2 separate regions of the Gasterosteus aculeatus genome follow, and region 2 is linked to region 1. Evidence: chromatin contacts called from public Hi-C data. All regions are on one chromosome and are shown on one strand. The core of a region is the stretch at or near the end of the contact, and the rest is flanking DNA. Distances in the headings are between cores, read along the strand shown. Region 1 holds the start of chd1 (chromodomain helicase DNA binding protein 1). Region 2 overlaps slc38a9 (solute carrier family 38 member 9).

Region 1 (3,063 bases), core at 305-2,804:
CACTAGTTAAACATATATAAACAACATGAAAATGAATCTGCAAATAAACTAGTCCCACTCCTTGAATAAAGCAAAATATGAAACAAGAACTAAACAACACATTTTGTAATTACATTTATTTGAGCTGTAGTGTTTCCTGTAACTGTAATATTACCAAATGTAAAATAAAAATGGGGAAATAACTTCATACTAAAGATCAAGCTTCATTAACATCAAAAGTGTGAGTAAATCAAAGAGGATTTCCACAAGACAGTCCACATATTCCGTATACATGGGTGATTGTGTTTGCAGTACTGGAGAATGTACCATACCAGGGCAGTTTCTGCAGGTGGAAAGTCAGTAGCCAGCAGCTGTCCCACCATGAATCCCTTCCATCACAGGCCTTCTTTGGTTTTAAACAAGGGCCAATTTCTCAGCTGGGGTGAAGCTGAGGAATTGCCATTTTCTAAAGGCTAGAAGCATGCGCCAGCCTTAAGTCAAACTGCGCCTTTTCAGTTATCCTGGATTTCTTCTTCTTTCTTGTACTTTCGTGCCATATCCCTCTGCTCTCTCTGTTTGTTAGAATCAACTGCTTGTTTTGCAGCAGCAGCACCTGCTGGTGATATGTATGTGAAGCAGATTCCAAGTCTTTGAAGGGGTTAGTCCAAGTTGTAATGAATGTTATTAGCTACTGCATGCCATGTTATCTGCTTAGAGCAGAGCACTGCTAGGCTATATGTAAGGAATTCAAAACACGAAGGCTACCATATCTTCATCAAATCCCTAATCTATTAGCAGAATCGGAATCGATCAGTTATTTGCTATATGATTACTTTAAACAGGCTATTGTAACTGTAAAACTGCATTTTGGCCTACAAAATAGATACGGACCTTATATGACGGAAGAATATGTCTTATATTATTATGCATGCATTAATAACCGTAACCTATTATTTGATAGAGGACAACAGAAACCCAACTGTATAATTACATCGGGTCTCCAACTAGTGACATTTTATAATCTATTCTAATCCAACACTTCCCTCTGGCTTCTGAAACCAAGAGATTAAGTAATTTCTTTTAAATCCAAGTTAACCTACACATTATGTTTAAACGAACAACTCCATAGTTTCTCTACAGTTTGCATGTCGGAGCCTTCCTTCCCATAACAACAACAGACAACAGCCTTTCTTTCATTCATCCAAATCTCACCAGCTACTGAGAATAAATCATATTGTGAATTATATATACACCTCCAGTCTCTAATTAGCACCTATGCTCAGACCTAATGTAGGGAGATCCTCTCTAGAATCAATGTTTGAGGTAGATAAATGCAGATCATCTTTAACATATGACTTTTGTTGCACTTCTGTGTCCTTTAAATGTCCTTTGTTTTTGTTTGTGCTTCACAACCCTGACAATTGGCAAGATTCTTCCCCAAAACTATTACAACATTTTATAGCCAATTATTCTTTCTCCATCAATCATGTTTGTTCTTCTTCTAATCCACTTGCCCCATGTTAAACATGTTTAAAATGCACCGCCATTAAGTAGCAATTTTCGTTTTTAGACACACATTAATGAGTTTTTTTGTCCATTTATCCTGTAGAGGTATTTCTTGTCCAGATGTTCGCTGCTGATGAATCGCAATGAGGCGCACAATCGTGACGTCACTGTCCGGGGTTTCCTAGTGAAGTGAACCCTACGGCGTCATGGCGGAGGCCGGATCTAGGAAGACCCTGGATTGAAATGCAAGTTTTCTACAATCGCAGTTGATCAGTGGGCAGGAGAGTTTGCTTACCTATACATCGGAAAGGGGAAATTATTCGGTTTTTGGAAGGAGAGAAAAACAACAACACTGCACCAGTTCTTTCGAACTGAATCGTTCGGGGCTGAGTTCCCTGACTGGGGGATAGCTAGCTAGCGTAAGGTAGCGTTAGCTACCGCCGCTGCTAGCTTGTCTATTAAATAAGAGAAGAAAGAACCTCTGAAGCGCAAAGGAGGATTTCAACAACAATCCATTGGAGTCTGTCAGGTAACCGTAAATAACATCCGGTAATATACAGCGATGAGTTACTTATATCCTAGTTCAATGAGTGAGTAGGCTAACGTTGCATGTTGATGTGGTAAAAGCCGCGAGAAGTGAGCGGCGAATGAAAACAAGATGGAAGAGGGTGAAGTTAGGTTAGCTAATTTGGGTTTACTAATGAATACTAAATAAGTTGAGTTATCTACCGTGGCCCACTACTTGCAAAGACATTTGCACAGTTATATATCGTTTGCTGCTAAACTAGAACCGGAAAGGGAACATTTCAGCGGCGTGCTGCTAAAATGAACTAGCGCAAAGTTTTGTCATTTTGTTAGCTTCCGTGCTAGCCTCGTGCTTCATAACGTTAGCTAACGCTACTTTCCCTGGCAACCTAAGTAAACGCTTGACTATCATCCCTCTAACTTTATGTATAATGAGCCCACGTTAGCGTTAAATAAAATGTACAAAACTGCATTTCAAGGCTGACTTCCATGTTTGCGGTGCATATTATGGAATTATAACGCGTACTGTTGCTTTTCGTGTTTTACAAGTGTTATGATTGTGAAACGCTAAAACATACTAAACATAATCGAGCTAATGTTAGCAAACAGTAATTACTGGACAGTTTTATATAACGTTAAACATGTAGCAATGAAGTGTCCGAAATGAATCAAACTGCTGGTAGTAATACAATAATGTCGACATGTTTGCTGTTAGTTGCGTTCCTTCTGGAGTTTGGAGATAAAACTGGCGCGTTGGTGGCTGAATACATTTCTGCCAACGTACCCCGCCAATAGCTAATATTTGCGTCATTAGCCGGTAGTAGCTAATTAGCTACATGCTAAACTATAGCCATTGGTGACAGAACGGTTGGCTTAATTAGATATATCTGGCCTCGGCTAAGGTTAGTGTTTAAATTGAGTGTTTGAAGTGCCCATGGAGCTTCGTGTAGAAATGAAATCATGCTGCTGCCGCGCAGGCCGAATAGGCCTCTGCGGTGTGGGAAACCAATACAGCTAACGATGACTGTTAATGGTACAGGAATCTGCTGCTAT
Region 2 (2,884 bases), core at 368-2,867, 140 kb after region 1:
AATATTACAAAATAATAAATTTATTGTTATGAAAGTATCGTACGGATATATGTACAAATTTGTCTAGAATTATTGATAAATCTTTTATTGCATTTCAAACTTTGAGAAATTGTGATTTTGAACTTGCAAAAATATGACATATATATTTATGATTTATATATAATATATATATATATATAAATATATATATATATATTATGTCTGCTAAACTGTTCTGAACCAAGAACATGCATTATTTGGGGTTTTCAGAATACTGTCCTGTAGATTTTATTTTGGAATTGTTAACACATCCAGACAGCCTGAGTAAAGGATAGTACTGATACATACAGATAAATTTGTCTCTGATGGATCTTTGGCACCATCTAGTGTTCTCCCATTTGCTCTCCATCTCCACTCACTACATTTGCGCAAACACACACCTTCTTCCAGTTGCATGCAGGCAGATTCTCTCTTCCGTCATTATTCACACTAAATCCAATTACCATAGAGGAAAGTAGGTTAGAACTTTTGCCCTTCAGGCTCAGATGTAGAGGGGCTCTACATGCAGGCTTCTCTACCACAATCACAATGTACGGTGTTGTCCATAGAACTTAAAAAGAGCAGAGACCCCTCTTCTCTTGTCAATGGCCGAGATGTTCGCCCAAAACCTTTTTACTGTATATCGCAAAGTTTCATTGGTACGGTTGACAATAAACGGTTCAAATAAAAAAATTCCACATTTGAATGATATACAGTTCTGTTATTTTTAAGAATATACATTTGAATTAAATCCGCTATTTATGTACTGTCAAGATAAAGATGAGGCTATATTATTACATTATTTTTTGTAGAAATCCAGTGTAGCGCCGTAAGATTTCTTGCCACATCTCCAAAACATCCAAACATCTCTGAAAACTCCAAAGCACTGTCAAATCCAAAAGTCAACATTTATTTATGAAAAGTAGATGAAATAATTTATTAAATCAGGTATGTTTGTGCAACAAAGCTTTCTGCTTCAATCCACATGTTGGCCAAGAGCAACATTTTCCCCACTCAGAAGGACATTCAGACCTTCCCTTCCTATTTTTCTTGTCATTGCTTATGTTTAGATTTGCAATCTTTATATTGTTTCCCTCATTGTGTATTTAAATGCAGATATTCCCTTTGTTTATCCTATCCGTACTTAAATATAAACACATTAAACCCATTATCTGGAAAATAGCTATCATGCAAAAAACAGTAACATTAACGGTTATCGTAATCAAAGGATAACTCAACTATGTGATCCTGAAATCCAGTTGTAAACCATGTGTAAAGCATTTAAACCTGCAATGGCATCACCTTTAAAGCGGATATGATAAACTTGTCAATAACCCAATCCTTATTTCCACATCCAACATGATCGTTCGGTTGAAGATCTGTCTGTCTTTCAGATTCATTGATGTGAACAATGTCTACATTCTGTTTGTCACTTCTGAGATCTCAGTGTTTGTGTCTGACTTCTTTAAATAAAGAACTGAGCCAGCAGGTTAGCGATGCCCAGAACAATCAGGAAACTGTGGAAGAGGACTGAGGGCCAGCGGAGAAGCCCCTGCCTGCTCCGCGAGATCATGTGGACTAAGGCAGGGAAGATAAACACCAAAGCCAAGCCACATGTAGCTCCAGAGAACCTGCACAGGGAGACAGAGTTGACATCAGTACAGAGCTTTTAGTAGTGTCACAACAAGTTAACTTTCTCGTTTGTTTGTTTAACTCCTTCTGTCAGGGCCCCATTTGAGGATATAGGGACAATCTCCACTAAACTAATTAGTAGAGTCTACCTGTAGAGCCACAGCCCCCCGATGAACAACATTGAATTTCTTTGCCATCATTAGTTGCCTTGAATGGTTGTACATGACTAATCAAACGCATTGCATAATGTTTGCATACTGTGTTAGATCTGAGAAAAAAAAAGTTATTATTATTATTATTATTATTATTAACTGTAGTTAAGTTAATTCATACTTTTAATGGTCAACACTCTTTTAATTATTGTTTTGATTAATTATTAGCCATCACACAGTGTACGTGAATAGGGAAACAAGGTCAAACATACCGTATGATGGATCCAATATTGGGATAAAACCTGGCCATCAGGACACCAGCACCAACAATTATTATGTTCAGTGCCAGAATGTGGAAGAAACTAGGAGAAAAAATGAAAATCTGATATGCTGAAAGATTGAATCCACACAAAAGAACGGTGCGCAAGTTCCCCTCATTTAAGATAAAGACGTTCCCCTTTGATAACACTTATATAGTTTTTCAAGTTAGCACGTCTTTACTCGATATTATGAATCTCCTCTTTAATGGAACCAGCTTTCACTTTCAGTACGGGAGGGGGGGGGGGGGGAGATTTGGTAATCTCATTTAAGATAAAGCTTAAAACCTTCCTCTTTGATATCGCTTATAGTTAGGGCTGGCTCAGGTTCGCCTGGACCAGCCCTCAGATAAGCTGCTTGAGGCCCAAGACTGCTGGGGGATTTCTTAGTGATGTGCTTCAATGAGAGTTGGTGTATCCTAAGTCAGCTTCTTCCCTGTGCTTTATCTTCTCACAGATTTCCATGGGTGTATCTAGACCCTGGTCTTCCCTCCTGCTACCATCATTAGCCACATTAGTTTGTGCCTTTTCTCCTTACAGGTTTCAGTTATTGGAAAAAAAAAAAAATCTATAATCCGCATAATGCCGACAAACTACAGGTTTATGGAAACCACTTTTATAGGATTTTGTTATTTCCGTCTAGCAAGTTTGATATAAATCTTTAATGATAATATCCTTCAATGCTACCTTGGGTAATGGTTGCCAAAGATCTGGCCCATCACCTGGACCCGCACCAAGTATCCCAGCAGGGGGTAGACTGTGACC

The links. A called contact is a pair of places that touch in the nucleus more often than the background predicts.
Region 2: a contact with region 1 is called in a Hi-C map of whole body, with 2.8 times the contacts expected there. The contact joins the enhancer-like site here to the promoter of chd1 in region 1. A contact is called at or near these places in 3 of 6 Hi-C or Micro-C datasets (skeletal muscle and whole body).

Annotation. Positions count from the first base shown.
Region 1 is chr14:15,312,231-15,315,293 of fGasAcu3.hap1.1, forward strand. chd1 (chromodomain helicase DNA binding protein 1) reads left to right here and starts at 1,555. Exons shown (of 36, transcript XM_040197735.2): 1 at 1,555-1,730.
Region 2 is chr14:15,448,739-15,451,622 of fGasAcu3.hap1.1, forward strand. slc38a9 (solute carrier family 38 member 9) reads right to left here. Exons shown (of 16, transcript XM_040198051.2): 14 at 2,807-2,884; 15 at 2,075-2,164; 16 at 908-1,649. The coding sequence ends at 1,484. Among protein-coding and RNA genes, the nearest start is that of nrg1, 13 kb to the left of the region's middle. Within about 2 kb of position 1,618, at least 1 of the 9 cell types and tissues checked has open chromatin away from gene starts, as enhancers often do.